2 separate regions of the Sus scrofa genome follow, and region 2 is linked to region 1. The links are chromatin contacts, called in public promoter capture Hi-C maps. All regions are on one chromosome and are shown on one strand. The core of a region is the stretch at or near the end of the contact, and the rest is flanking DNA. Distances in the headings are between cores, read along the strand shown. Region 1 holds the start of LOC102158906 (protein ZNF738-like). Region 2 holds the start of LOC100626048 (vomeronasal type-1 receptor 4).

Region 1 (7,541 bases), core at 3,451-5,950:
ATGAGCTGTGGTGTAGGTCGCAGACATGGCTTGGATCTCACGTTGCTGTGGCTTGGTGTAGGCCAGCAGCTCCAGCTCCAGTTAGACCCCTAGCCTGGGGACCTCCATATGCTGCAGGTGCAGCCCTAAAAAAACAAAACAAAACAAAAAACCCACACAAAAAAAGCAAAAAACCCCCATAGCTTCAGCTCTTACATTCAGACTTTGATTCATTTTGAAATGATTTATTTATACGATGAAAGGTGGAGATGCAATTTCATTCCCTTTCATTCCCTTTCAATCCCAGTTACACTCATATCATTTAAGAGACCACTCTTTTCAAATTCCCACCGTGGCACAAGTGGGTCTAGGACCCAGAGTTGTCACCGCTGCATCATGGGTTTGATCCTTGGCCCAGGAACCAGGAACTTCAATATGCGATGTGCGTGGCACAAAAAAAGAAAAAAAGACTACTCTTTTTCTTTGAATGTTTCTGATATTCTTGTAAAAAGGAATAGACTGTAGAGAGATGGGTTTATTTCTAGACTCTTAGTCTGTCACTTTGATCTATATTTCTCTTCTCATGCTGGAACTGCAGGGGTTTTTTTTATCTTTCTAAAAATTTTTTTTAATTTAATTTTTTTTTTTTTTTTGCTTTTGAGGGCCACACTCAAGGCACATGGAGGTTCCCAGGCTAGGGGTGGAATCAAGGCTGTAGCCACTGGCCTACGCCACAGACACAGCCATGCCCGATCTGAGCTGTGTCTGCGACCTACAACACAGCTCACGACAACGCCAGATACTTAACCTACTGAGCAAGGCCAGGGATCGAACCTGCATCCTCATGGATGCTAGTCAGATTCGTTTCCGCTGAGCCATGAGGGGAACTCCTGGAACTGCAGTTTTGTTTAACCCTGCTTTGCAGTCAGGTTTGAGGTTATGAGGGTAAGCCCTCCAATTCTGTACTTTTCACATTTACTTTGGGTATTTGGGGTCCGAACCAAATCCATGTGAATTATAAGTTCAGGTTCTCACTTGTATAAAAAAGGCTGCTGGGATTGTGAAGGGGATTACTTTGAATTTTTATATCACTTTGGCAAATATTGCCATCATAACCACTCTAAGTCTTCCACCCAGGATCACGAGATAGGCATTCCCGGGTTACTAGTATCCAAGAGGACACAGGTTCAATCCCTGGCCCTGCTCAGTGGGTTAAGGATCTGGTATGGCTATGAGCTGTGGTGTAGATCACAGACATGGCTGGGATCCCCAGTTGCTGCGGCTGTGGTGTAGGCCAGCAGCTGCAGGTCCAATCGGATCCCTAGCCTGGGAACCTCCATATGTCGCAAGTGTGGCCTTAAAAAAAAAAAAAACAAACAAACAAAACAAAAAACAAACAAACAAACAAAAAAACCAGGATGTTTTCTTTTTCATTGTGCCTGGGAACTTCCATATGCCTCGATTCAGCCCTAAAAAGCCAAAAAACAAAACAAACAAACAAACAGACAACAGAGCAGAAAAACAAGTCCAAATTGCGTCATTTTAGTAAAAGAATAAGAGATCAACAAATAATATGCTTGTTACCTCTGAAAGCTCCATTCCTTCTTCTTTCCTCCTTCTCTGAGCTTCTCGCAGGATTCTTCAAGGAAGATTATTCTGTGACCAAATATACCACTTAACGTTCAGCATCAGCAGAGCCCTCTGCTCTGCCACAGTGACACCAGGGGCACCTCAGCAAAGGGGGAAGACAGCCCTCTGCTGCCAAGGGAAGAGGAGGGTGCGGGAGCGATGAACTCTTCCACGGAGACCACCCGGTGAGGGCTCAGCCCTTCCTTCAGGAAGCCCTGCCCTGCTGCCCAAGCCCCCGGGCTCCTGCACCTCACTGGCCTTTCGCCCCCCGCGCTCAGCCAAGGAACCACCTCCTCCACCTGCTGGGCTCCTCCCTGGGCGGCCAGCAGCCAGTGCCTGGGTGACATGGAAGTCTGTCCCTCTTGTTCACCGGCAGCAACTCTGGAGGGCCACCCCCGCCCCAGAGCGCCCTGCCGGAGACGCAACAGCCTAGATTTCTGTCCGGAAGGGGATGGGAAACCATAAAAGGATGACACAAACTTATGGTTTATCCACGATACAGTGAGAAAGACAGGGACAGAAAAGGAGGCCTCTATCTCTGGGCCTATGCCCCTGCCTTTCTTGGTTTTTTTGTTGTTGTTGTTGTTGTTTTGTCTTCTTAGGGCCACATACGCAGCATATTGAAGTTCTCAGGCTAGGGGGCCAATCCAAGCTGAAGCTTCGGCCTACACCACAGCCACAGCAACACCAGATCTGAGCCTCATCTGTGACCTACACCACAGCTCACTGGATCCTCAACCCACTGAGCGGGACCAGGGATGGAACCCAAGTCCTCATGGATACTAGCTGAGTTCGTTACTGCTGAGCCACAACAGGAACTCTTTTGTTATCAATTTCTACTGATTAAAAGAGTTCAAGAACCAAAAAAAAAAAAAAAAAAAAAGAAGGAGTTCCCGTCGTGGTGCAGTGGTTAACGAATCCGACTAGGAACCACGAGGTTTCGGGTTCAGTCCCTGGCCTTGCTCAGTGGGTTAAGGATCTGGAGTTGCCGTGAGCTGTGGTGTAGGTCACAGATGTGGCTCAGATCCCGTGTGGCTGTGGCTGTAGGTGTAGGCCGGCAGCTACAGCTTTGACTGGACCCCTAGCCTGGGAAAATCGATATGCCACAAGTGCAACCCGAGAAAAGACAAAAAAAATAAAAAATAAATAAAAAGTTCAAGAACCCAGTCAGTAAGGAATCCAGGCCATCCCTCAACATCTGCACAGAAAGCAGAGAGGGGACGTGAGGGGAAAGTCTACTTAGTTGGACACTTCAGCTTAGAGCTCACTCATTTAGCAGATCACTTAAAGGAAAAAAGAAGCTACCAAATATGAAACGGGTTAAACTAGGTACTGGTGAAATAAGTTAGAAAGACAAATACCCTATGATATGACTTATATGTGGAATCGAAAATGACAGAAATGAACCTATCTACGGAACAGACTCATGGACAAAGAGAACAGACTTGTGGCTGCCAAAGGGGAGGGAGGTTGGGAGCGGAGTGGAGAGGGAGGTCGGGGTTAGCAGGCGTGAGCTACTACACACGGAAGAGTTAAACAATGGCACAGAGAACTACATTCAATGTCCTATGATAAACCATAATGGAGGAGTTCCCGTCGTGGCCCAGCGGAAGTGAATTTGACTAGCATCCATGAAGGTGAAGGATCGATCCCAGGCCTCACTCAGTGGGTTAAGGATCCAGCATTGCGGTGAGCTGTGGTGTCGGCTGCAGACACAGCTGAGATCTCACATTGCTGTGGCTGTGGCAGTAGGCCAGTGGCTACAGCTCCAATTCGACCCCTAGCCTGGGAACCTCCATTTGCCATGGATGCTGCCCTAAAAAAAGAAAATAATGGAAAAGACTATTTCTTTCAAAAATGTATATGTATGTATAGCTGAATCATTTTGCAGTACAGCAGAAATTAACACAACACTGTAAATCAACAATACTTCCATAAAATATATTTTAAAAAATAAAGGCGGTTTTAAAAAGCACCATGTGGGGGAGCTCCCCTGTGGACTAGTGGTTAGGACTGACTGCTCAACCTGAGGTTCAATCCCTGGTTTGGGAACTGAGATCCCACAACAAGCAGCTACATACGTGATAACCAATCAGTTGCATTATCTGATGACAGAAATTCTTCCCCCATTTCTTGGAAGGGAAGAGAATGACCTGGAACAGACTGAGCTAAGTCTCCGCCCTCCAGAGGCATTTGGGTTGCAAATGAAGTCATCATCTGAAGCAATTATTCGAAAATGGAGATCTCTCAAATACCGACTGTTGCAACGGTCATTCTCTTCTGCGTACTTGTAAGAAGTAAACAAATTTTAAATAAATTAGCTTACAGAGACCCTAGTTAGTTCGTCACAGCTTAATTCTCCAGATTTAATCAACTCGATACTGATGACCCTGGATTTGGGTTCCCCCCTCTCCCCACCATTATGTGCTTGGTTCTCTATATACGTCTCTCTGGGTCCTTCTGCTTCTCTCCTTTGTTTCTACTCTTCATTCTGTCTCCCTCCCTCTCTAGTCCTCCTCCTCCAGCAGACTGTGTGGTCCCAATCTGTTTCCATCCCTGTCGCTGTTTCTCCCCACAGGTTCTGACGTCTCACTCACTGCATATATATCTACCTCTGTATCCCTCTCTGCTCTCCCTGGAAGGAGAAGTCGGGCGCTTACGCATCTCCCGAGTGAGGTCGTTACAGGGTGGAACTGGGCGGAGGGGTGGGGGTGGGGGCTGCTGAATCGGCAGTCAGACAAAGGTTTGAGAAAGGGTCCAGAAGCAAACAGGCCGCCCGAGGTGAGTTTCTATACGGACCGAAGGCAGAACACCGGGGCCGGCCTGCGCGGGAGTGATTTTTACCAGCGTCAGACCCAGACTCCCGACACACGAAGTCTTCCGGCGTCGCCGCGAGAGCCGAAAAGGGAGGAACCTAAGCGCCGGCGCCTTCAGGGAATATAACTTACCGAGAGACCCCGCAAGCTGGGTGTGGAGAAGCAGGGCCTGCGCATAGCGCGGTAACGAACCAAAATTCCGAGACGCACACGCCCCCGTGCGCCCGTCGTTTCTCAGGAACCGCTTCCGGGTCTAAGCGACCCGCGCGTGCGCACCAGGGCAGGGCCGCCAGGGGCGCGTCTGGGTCGTTGGCAGGGCGGGGCAGCGAGGTTGCTGGTGGGCGGCAGGTCTGGCCTTTTTCTCTCGGAGAGGCTCTGCTTCTCTGCTTTGGATCCTGTGAATGGGTCTCGTGTCCTTTAGAACCAGGCCATGTGCAGAATTAGAGACGCGCGGGCCACTAATGTTGGAACCGGAGAGTTGAGAACGGTTTGGCTGAAAACACCGAGCGGAGAAGACGCGGATGCTCGGAGCCGCGAGGCTGCGACCAGGGGGACCGCTGGGACCTGGGGGCGCGGCACGAAGTTGGGGGGCGGGGCTGGATCCGGGAATTTCTGAGACACGGGGCAGTTGTGGCTCCTTATTTAATGAAGCGAAAGCCTCAATTTTAGAGTGGCTGATGGAAATCCGAGCGTGGCAGGAAGTGCAAAATTGTTTCTGTGCGGAATTTGCAATGTTATACTCCTTTTCTTCAGAACATAACTTTCCCTTCTGTTCCCCATACACTTGGAGGCATAAGAAATCACTGGGAAAACTTTCAACCCCAAACCTGTCATTGTCTGAGGAACTCCTTTGGAGACACGAGCAAGCAATTGACTACAGTCAGGCTTTTGAGAATACCGCTATTAAATAATGCAAACATTTTAATTTTTCTTTACCCTTTGACCTGTATCTCGTCACAGTATATGACGAATAAGACCATTTATTGTCATTGTGATAGGAATTTCCATTTCCCAAATACCAACATCTCTGCTGTAGGTTTTGCTGCTTATTAACTTCTCATATGCACTATGGTATGTTTCTCAATTTTTAATGTCACTGATCTCTCTCAATCAGAAATGTCTCCTACGGATAGCCGCGCCCTCTTCTCTTGTGGCTGTTCTTTTTCTTTATTCTGTATGATTTTTCTGTAACATTGCAGGCTTCAGAAACTGAGTGTCGGAGTTCCCTTGTGGCACAGTGGGTTAAGCAGTGGCATTGTCACCGCTGTGGCCGGAACCGCTGCTGTGGCGCTTGGTTCCATCCCGAGCCCAGGAAATTCCACGTGCCTTAGGCACAACCAAACAACAACAAAACACACACAAAATTGAGTGCCTATATCAGGAACAGATTAAGTTTATAAATTAGCTTTGAAAACTGACCTCATCATAATGTTGAGGGTTTTTTTACCCAGGATATGATGTGGTTTTCCATTTGTTTATACATATTGCATATATTTCAGGAATGTTTATAGTTTTTCTCACATAAGTTTTACAAGTTTTTATTAGATTTACTCACAATTGGTTTATTTCATTTCAGGTTATGCTTTTCTAATTATAGTTCTCTGCACTGTAACTTGTAAATGATTGGGTTTTGTACCTACAAACGCTGTTTTTTAAATATTTATATTCTATGATCTCCCTGGTTTATTTGTTGTAGGTTTTCTATCTTTTGTGTTTCCAGATGTTTGATTCATCACGTATGCATCATCTTCAAGCATAGTGTTATGTCTGTCTTTCCAATTCCCATGCCAGTTGAAATTGCCCTGGCCAAACTTCCAACACAATGAGAAATGAATGGGACAGGTGATCTTATGGGTTTTGTTTTTGTTTTTGGCTGCGCCTGTGGCGTGCGCAAGTCCCCAGGCCAGGGATCTAACCAGAGCCACCACAGTAACAATGCCAAATCCTCAAGCTCTAGGCCATCAAGGAAATCACAAGTATCACAGTTTAATATTGATCATCCATATCCAAACAACACACCACCTACCTGGATCCATCTTGCATTACTCTGCAATCCACCTGCATTACAATGTGTTTCCATTTCATTCTGTTTATCTCCCTACTTCTGTCTCTTTTTGTTCCTCTCTGCTCGCCTGCTATTTCTGCCCTATTTCTTCCTTCACACCTGTCCTGCCTCACTCTGCAACGTTTCTCCTCTAGTTGCTCTTGCTCCCAACCTTTCTGATTGTCCGAAATGTCCCTATGTGTCTGCCTTTTCCTACCTCCCTCTCTAGTCCCCTTTTGCCTTTCGGGTTACACCCCTTCTATCCCAGTTACACTTCCTCCCTCCTCACTCTTTGGCACCCCAGGTGGCTATGCTTCCTGCTCTCTTCCTTCCTTTGCTCTCATTATCAGTTCTTCTCGTTCTCTCCAGCACTATGTTCCGTTGGCCATTTTCCAGCGAGGTGGGAATGTGGGACAGAACGCTGGGTGTCATACATCTGGCCCAGGTCACCTCCCCCTACACGAGGTGTAGGGAAGGTGAGGGGTGGCCTGCGGAGCCGCGAGGACAGAGGGGCTGCAGGGATGGTGTCTCAAGAGAGGGCGGGCTCCAGAATCCCAGGACCAAGGCGAGGACGAGGCCTCTCCAGGGAGCCAGGCGGCTGGAGCTGCCTCCCGGGTCGAGGTGGGGGCGCAGGTTCTCTTCGCCCAGAGGACTACATGGGCCAGGGAGCAGTTTTAAGCAGGAAAATGTCCAAAAGGCGGCCTCTACATGGACCCAACGCATTAAAGCCAAGGGCAGGGACCCGCCTAAGAGCAATTTTAAACACAAAAGGGAATGCTTGGATTTATTTGAGGCGGAGAGCTGGTACGGGGGTTATCGTAATTTATTTTTTTCCCGAGCCAGGGAAGCCGCGGCAACCCCGCATCCTTAACCCACTGGGCGGTGCTGGGGGTCAAACCCGAGCCGCTACAGAGTCAACACCGGATCCTTAACCCGCTGCACCACAGGGGGAGCTCCTCGGTATGGGGATTTTTTTTTTTTTTTTTTTTTTTTTTGTCTTTTTTGCTATTTCTTGGGCCGCTCCCGTGGCATACGGAGGTTCCCAGGCTAGGGGTCGAATAGGAGCTGTAGCC
Region 2 (7,541 bases), core at 2,154-4,653, 890 kb after region 1:
AAAGGAACAAAATACTGGCATTTTTAGCAACATGGATGGACCTAGAAACTATCATGAAGTCAGCCATACAATAAGACACCAACATCAAATGCCTTCACTGACATGTGGAATCTGAAAAAAGGACAGACTGAACTTCTTTGCAGAATAGATGCTGACTCACAGACATTGAAAAATGTACGGTCTCCAGAAGAGACAGTTTGGGGGGTGGGGGGATGTGCTTGGGTTATGGGATGGAAATCCTGTGAAATTGGATTGTGATGATCATTATACAACTACGGATGTGATAAATTCATTTGAATGATAAAAAAAAGTAAAAAAAATTTCATAAAAAAAATAAAGTGCTGCCTACATAGAAAAAAAAAACTCTAGGTATAAAACTAAGGACTGTTCACAGGGAAGAGGACCTGAATGCCACACCTTGGCCACCTCCAAATTTCGTGAATCCTTGTCCACGAGCCCTCAGGTCCCTCCTGTAAGGAGTGAGTAGAATTTCCTGCATCACCGGATCGCCAACCCACTTAGGGAGGCCAGGGGTCAAACCCCGCATCCTCAGGGATTCTAGTTTGATTTGTTTCCGCTGCTCCACGAAGGGAAGAACTCCAAGCCCAGAGTTTTTAAATATTGCCATGAGGAAGTTACGGACTTGAAGGAGCAACGTGGATTGGGATCAGCTAAATGAATCTATGGCCAAGTCTGTGCCCAAGAGTCTACATGTGAACCTCAACCTACCTACTCTCCAGGGACCCTGGGTCTCAAAAGCTCCAGCCTCGTGCCGCTCCACATACACTAGCCTCCTCCACCAAACAAATGCGCAAAATGAAAACCCAGACTGACTTCAAGTTAAATATGAGATCTGAACCAGAAACCCCTTCCCCCGGGCTTCTCCTCATCTGAGTCCTACAGGAAGTCGCACACCTGGACACCAAATGCACTCAAATCCACCTGCCAGTCCAGTTCTTCATCACTGAGCCCCACGAGCAGAAACTGTCACCAAACCAAACTGGGCTTGGCTCACCCACTGCCCAGAAAAGCCAATTGACTGACCCCTGGGTTGTTGTAAAGGAAAATCCAGCATTAACTGCGGGGCCCTGGGGAAAAGGGAGCTCATACTCAAAAGACCTGAAATCCCTGATGGTTCTCCCGGAAAGATTTTTAAAGGTAACATTTGTGGTGAGGGAGGCAGGGCGGACATGGCTTTCTCCCCATCGGTTGGGAGTGAGGTTTGGTGGGGAGGTAAACAGGGTGGTGGTTCAGGAAACTTCATCATTGACCCACCGGTTCCAATCTGTCTACGTGCCTGTGGTCAGTGAGGAGGTACCATACTCCACCCTGGCAGGTGTCTTAGTTTCTGCATAACAACGGAAAGACAGGCATCAGATTGTTCTGTACACCCGTGAGGAGGAACAAGGACTCGGGGAACTATTGTTTCTGGCCCGCTTTTCCTTTGTTTCCACGTTCCCTCACATCCTTAAATACTTTGCTCTTGGGAACTCGAGAAGGCTTAATAGATCAAAGACTTTTTCTACAAACGGGGTAGGGGGTAGAAAAGAAATAAGGTCCTACTGTAGAGCCCAGGGAACTAGATTCAATATCCTGTAATAAACCATAATGGAAAAGAATACAAAAGAGAAGAGCTATATAACTGAGTCACTAGGCTGTACACCGGAAACGAACAGCTTTGTAAATCAGCTATACTTTAATGCAAAAAAAGAAAGAGAAATAGAGGACCAGGGGGCTTTTGCACCCAGGAGGGCCCTGCAGGGTCCTGCTGGGGTTCAATCCCCCCTTTTCTTTGATACTCCTCAATCCTGAGGGGAACAGGGGAAGGACGAGAAAAAGAATAAAGTTTTAGAGAGGTTAGTGATAAACTTGGCAGGCGAACTCGGTTTTAGGAGGGCTGGTTTCACTGACACACTGACACACTCACCAGACCGCTAGTGGTTTATCTCGTCATCCGCTTAATAACACTGACCGCCAAGGGGCCTATTACTAAAGCCAAGACCTCCCCAGTGACTGAACCCAAAGAAAGCCCCAGAAGGCCTCTCACTGGCCTCACAGGCCCCTCACTCTGGACACACGTGCAGACGCTGACCCACCTGATGCTGGGATTCTCAAGACTCCGGGCAGCTACCAAAGACTGAAATCGCTTCCAAAATGATTCCCATGCCAAATGATTTCCTGTGCTGTGGCGCCCAAGCCCCCTCTCTCCCTGTCGCTAGGGACGCTTCTGGTCCGGTGCGTCCTCAGACGGTTTCGGGGTGCTGGAGTTCGGGGCTCGCGCCCACCTCTATGACGTAACGTGACCACGCCCATCTCAGCGATCATGGCGGAAGCGGTACCTATGGAGGCTACGGCTCGGAACAGGAGTTGAAATCACTTTTGGCCACCTCCTCGCCTTTCCCTCCTCATTGTTGATCAGCAGCACTTTGATGAATGATCTTTTAAAGGCTGGACCCTATCCAAGGCCGTGGCGGCGCAGGCCGGAGTCTGTTTCGTCTTTTGGACAAAACGGAGAGATGGCGGCGCCCGCGCGCAGTGATGAGAAAGCATCATGGAGGCGGCCATTTTACAGGAAGTACAGTTCCGTACGGCAGAGAGCAGCCCCAACCCCGCTGCCAAGAGCCAGTGTTAAGACGAGCCGTTGGCCCATCATCGAAGTTTGCAGGAGCCGACACAAGTTGTAAAAGCAGCGACCAGACAGTGTGAAAAAACGCTTGTGACTTTAAGTCCTGGTGAAATTTGGCAATGAAGTAGAGCGGGGACGGGGATGAGTACCGCAAGTCTCAACAGGTCTGTTGGTTACAGACCTATTGAGGGGTGGGGCGATGCTGAGACTCTGACTTTGTGAAGAGCAAGGGCCACAGGCCTGGGAATGTGGCTACCTCTCTAGGGAAAGGGGAGGAGTGAAGCTTCAAATATATGCAAATATTTCCTTAAAAAAATAAGGGGTATTTCAGAGTAATTAAGAGATGGCCATGCTATTAGATTGGCATCATTCTCAAAATAAACACATTTAAGAAACATTAGCCGTCATTTGATGCATCCAAGGGGGTAGTAGAGGATATAATCTATAAGTCCTTTTTATTTTTTGTTTTGTTTTTGTACTTCCTTTCTAGAGGTCAATTTAGAATTATAATTTAAATTTTTCATTCTTGTTGGTCTAGATAGTCCAATGTTAAGAATCTTTGTCAAAAGCAAACTTTCTATATTAACCACAAAAAATTTTGGTGAAATTTTTTAAAACTAGGAATAACCTGAATGTTCAATCAGCAGATGAATAGTACGGTAATTTAAACACATCCTTTCAGCAGAGCAGTCTATAGCCGTCAAAAAGCCAATTAGGGAGTTCCTGTTGTGTGGCTCAGACCCTCACTAGTATCCATGAGAGTGCTGGTTCCATCCCTGGCCTCCCTTGGTGGGTTAGGATCCAGCGTTGCCAAGAGCTGTGGCGTAGGTCACAGACAGACTTGGATCTGGCATGGCTGTGGCTGTGGTGTAGGCTGGCAGCTGCAGCTCTGAATCAGCCCCTAGCCTGGGACCCTCCATATGCTGCCTGTGTGGCTCTAAAGAGGAAAAAAAAAATTTTTTTAATAAATTTCTCCTAGGCAGGAAGCATGTCATAGACAATCATAGAAATAGTCCTGAAATATTCTCTGATTTCAATTTTTTTTTTTTTTTTTTTTGTCTTTTTGCCTTTTCTTGGCCCGCTCCCATGGCATGTGGAGGTTCCCAGGCTAGGGGTCGAATCGGAGCTGTAGCCGCCAGCCTACGCCAGAGCCATAGCAACATGGGATCCGAGCCGCATCTGCGACCTACACCACAGCTCATGGCAACGCCGGATTCTTAACCCACTGAGCAAGGCCAGGGATCGAACCCGCAACCTCATGGTTCCTGGTCGGATTTGTTAACCACTGAGCCACAACGGGAAGTCCTGGTTTCAAATATTATGATGGGTGAGTCCCTCAGTACTTCCGTCTTGGCCCAGATTATATCCTGAAAAGCCCTTCCTTGAGGAGAGGGAAATCTCCTCCGTTCCTACCTAGAGATTACCCTAAATTTCTATCTATTCCTAGATTTTATTTCTCCTCATAGCTTTTATCATTTCCTGGACATTTTAGGATCTACTTACTCTTGTTTTCCTTCACTGGATTGTACGGACCACCATAAAAGCTGTTCCCCTGCCTGTTCACTGATGTTGCCTCGATGTGTGACTCAGTGACTTGCGCAGTGATGGTGCATTAAAATATTCCTGGAGGAGTACATCACCCACAGCCAGGATTTCAACTGAATTCTGGGTTGGCCATAGCATGGCAAATTCCCGTTTCCTTTCCTATGGATGGGACTCACTGTAGCTGGGATCTCACGTCCTCATGGGATCACGGGAAAGAAAAAGGGGTACAGGAGAGAGCGAAGACCCCACTTCGAGGCCAGTAGGAAGAAATGAATTCAACAGAAGTCACCTGTCTCAATGCAGCCGGTCACAGAGGAGCCGGGATCCTTAAACGGCAACTCTTCACAGATGTTAGGCCTGTGGACAAAATTCAGGTTTCATCTCCAAGACATTCCAGAAAGATCTCACCTCCTCCAGCTCTCCACCGTTCTCAAAGACTAAGGCTCTGGTTTTGCTTTGGCTTTATTTATGCTAGGCATCATTGTCCTTGTCTGCTTTGTCTCTTTATCATCAGTTAAAGCTCTCTGACACCAAACAGGTTGCACTGTCAATTCTGGGCTTTAGAATTGTCTTTCCCTCCAGTGGCTGAAGACACGCTGATGGGCCCATGCGTTTATTCATTCCCTCTCCAGTATATATGATAACGGTTTGGGTTTTTTCTTTTATCCACTGTGGGCTGGGAAATACAAAACCTTGGAAACCATCATTCTCCAGGATAACTTTCTGGTACAATGGAAATTCGGGTAGAGAATTCTCCCACTGTCTCATCATTTCGCTCATTGTCTGTGCTGCCCAATTCTGCAGCCACTGTTGAGCACTTGAAATCGGACTACTGCAACTGGGGAACTGACTTTTTCACTGGTGTTCAATGTTTTTAAATGTTAAAATTTCAGTAAAGTTGTTAAATGAAGGAATTTATAATCGCCTTATGGCGATAACAAATAGGCATTTTAAAAAGAACTTTTTGGAAGTTCCCATCATGGCTCAGTGGAAACGACTGACTAGTATCCACGAGGACGCAGGTTCAATCCCTGACCTCACTCAGTGGGTTAAGGATAGTGTTGCCATGAGCTGTGGTGTAGGTCAGAGATGCAGCTCAGATCCCACACGCTGTGGCGTAGACCAGCAGCTACAGCTCTGATTTGACCCCTAGCCTGGGAAGCTCCATTTGTCCCAGGTGCAGCCCTAAAAAAGACTATAAATTAATCAATCTTCTTAGAGCTCCCTTGTGGCGCAAAGGGCTAAGGATCTGGCACGGTCACTGCAGTGGCTCAGGTCGCTGCTGTGTCTCAGGTTTGAGCTCCCACACTGCCCAGACGCACTTCTTTGTGTTCTATCCTGCTTAAATACCATTATTAAGAGCCCTTCCCCAATCCCCCAAATAATATGCTCCTTCAACGATAAATTGTGGAGTTTCCCATTGTGGCTCAGTGGGTTAAGGACCCGACACTGTCTCTGTGAGGATGTAGGTTTGATCCCTGGCATCACTCAGTGGGTTAAGAATCTGGCATTGCCGCAAGCTGCAGCAGAGGTCGCAGGTATGGCTCAGATCTGGTGTTGCGGTGGTTGGAGCATAGGCCACAGCTGCAGCTCCAATTCGGCCCCTGGCCCAGGAACTTCCATATGCTGCAGGTGTAGCCAGAAAAAGAAAATAATAATAATAATAATAAAATTGTCATATTCCCTTGAACTAATTACTCCACATCCATTTCACTTAAATACTTACATGCTCTAATTAAATTAGCTTGAGTGTAGAGACACCAGCTACCTCAGTGGTCTCTCCAGGAGACCAGGAGCTTTCTCTGTTTGGACCACCACGATATCCTTAGCTTCTGGAACAGAACCAAGTACCAAGTATAGAAATGTTTTTTCTGTAAATAAACAAACTGACTGCTGTTTCCGAAGTTCCATATACAAACTTATGCAAGTTTAAGGAAGCAGCTCCATTTCCAATTAACCCTTCGCTTTGGCCTGGGGAAACTGATCTATACACCCTCACAGCCCACCAATCCAGTATCAGCTCTCTTGTGGTTTTTCACTCACAGCAACCTCCCACATACAAATCACATTGTTTAAAAACACCTTGTGCGTTCCCGCTGTGGCACAGCAGAAACGAATCCGACCAGGACCCATGAGAATGTGAGTCTGATCGCTAGCCTCACTCAGTGGGTTGGGGATCCAGCGTTGCCGTGAGCTGTGTGTCCACATCGCAGGCACGGCTTGGATCCCATGTGGCTGTGGCTGTGGCTGTGGCACAGGCCAGCAGCTGAAGTTCTGATCGGACCCCTAGCCTGGGAACGTCATATGCTGTGGGTGTGGACCTAAAAAAAAAAAAACACAAGAAAAAAAACTTCACCTTGGAGTTCTCTGGTGGCTTAGCAGGTTAAGGACTGTCACTGCTGTGGCTCTGGCTACTATCGTGGCACCAATCTGACCCTTGGCCCAGGAACTTCTGCATGCCATGGGTGTGTGTGTGGGGGGAAGCAGAAACAAAAAACAAACCAAAAAAACTCTTCACCTTTATTCCTCCACCTAGTTCAACTGGGGCATCCTCATTTATTTAATTTGACACAATACAGCAACTGATGTGTGTGGGTTCACAGCAGATTATGCTTCTGTATCAATATGTGATCAACAGGTTTCAATCAATGCACATGTTTACTAGGATGAGTGTACAACACACGTTCCCCATCTCATCATTTACACAATTTCTCTCAGTATATACTTTTCAGCCACACACGAGCTACAGGTTTGTGCTCGGTCCCTTTCCTCAGAGAATGTCTGAGTTTCTTCCTACTGGTTCTCTGTGACATAAAATAAAATATAATTGACCACTGAAGGCACAACCACATTCACCGCACTCACGAGATTTCTGTCCTGGGCAAAGCCTCTGTTATCCGCGGCAGGGGCGCATCTGGCCACAGGCTGTCCCACCAGGACCACATTCCGACTCGCCAGGAGCCCGCTGATGTGGACAGACGGCTGAGGGGCCAGGGGAGGCAGGCGCATTGTCACCGTATTGAGGCTTTTCTCCTGGAGGACCACGCTGCTCTGGGATGCCCTGTGACCCCCTGCGGGGCCATGTTCCACCTTGACCGAGTGAGTTTTCTGGTGCTTGTTGAGGACCGACTTCCCTCTGAATGACTTCCCGCAGTCGCTGCATCGATAGGGTTTCTCCCCCGTGTGGATTCTCTGGTGGATGACGAGCTGAGGCTTCTCGATGAAGGCTTTTCCGCAGTCACGGCATTCAAAGGGTTTCTCTCCTGTGTGAGTCCTCTGATGCTTGATGAGACCCGTCTTCTGGGAAAGCGTTTTTCCGCACTCGCCGCACACGAAGGGCGTCGTTCCCGTGTGAAATCGCTGGTGCGCC

Evidence for each region. Promoter capture Hi-C pulls out the DNA fragments that hold promoters and counts their contacts.
Region 2: a promoter capture Hi-C map of fetal liver shows a contact between it and region 1, with 5 times the contacts expected there. The contact joins the promoter of LOC100626048 here to the promoter of LOC102158906 in region 1. A contact is called at or near these places in 2 of 5 promoter capture datasets (fetal liver and liver) and 1 of 47 Hi-C or Micro-C datasets (embryonic fibroblasts).

The regions. Positions count from the first base shown.
Region 1 is chr6:57,124,575-57,132,115 of Sscrofa11.1, forward strand. LOC102158906 (protein ZNF738-like) reads right to left here and starts at 4,701. Exons shown (of 8, transcript XR_002345350.1): 1 at 4,557-4,701.
Region 2 is chr6:58,013,859-58,021,399 of Sscrofa11.1, forward strand. LOC100626048 (vomeronasal type-1 receptor 4) reads right to left here and starts at 3,404. Exons shown (of 5, transcript XM_013998724.2): 1 at 2,097-3,404. LOC100737585 reads right to left here. Exons shown (of 14, transcript XM_013998720.2): 14 at 6,678-7,541. The coding sequence ends at 6,965.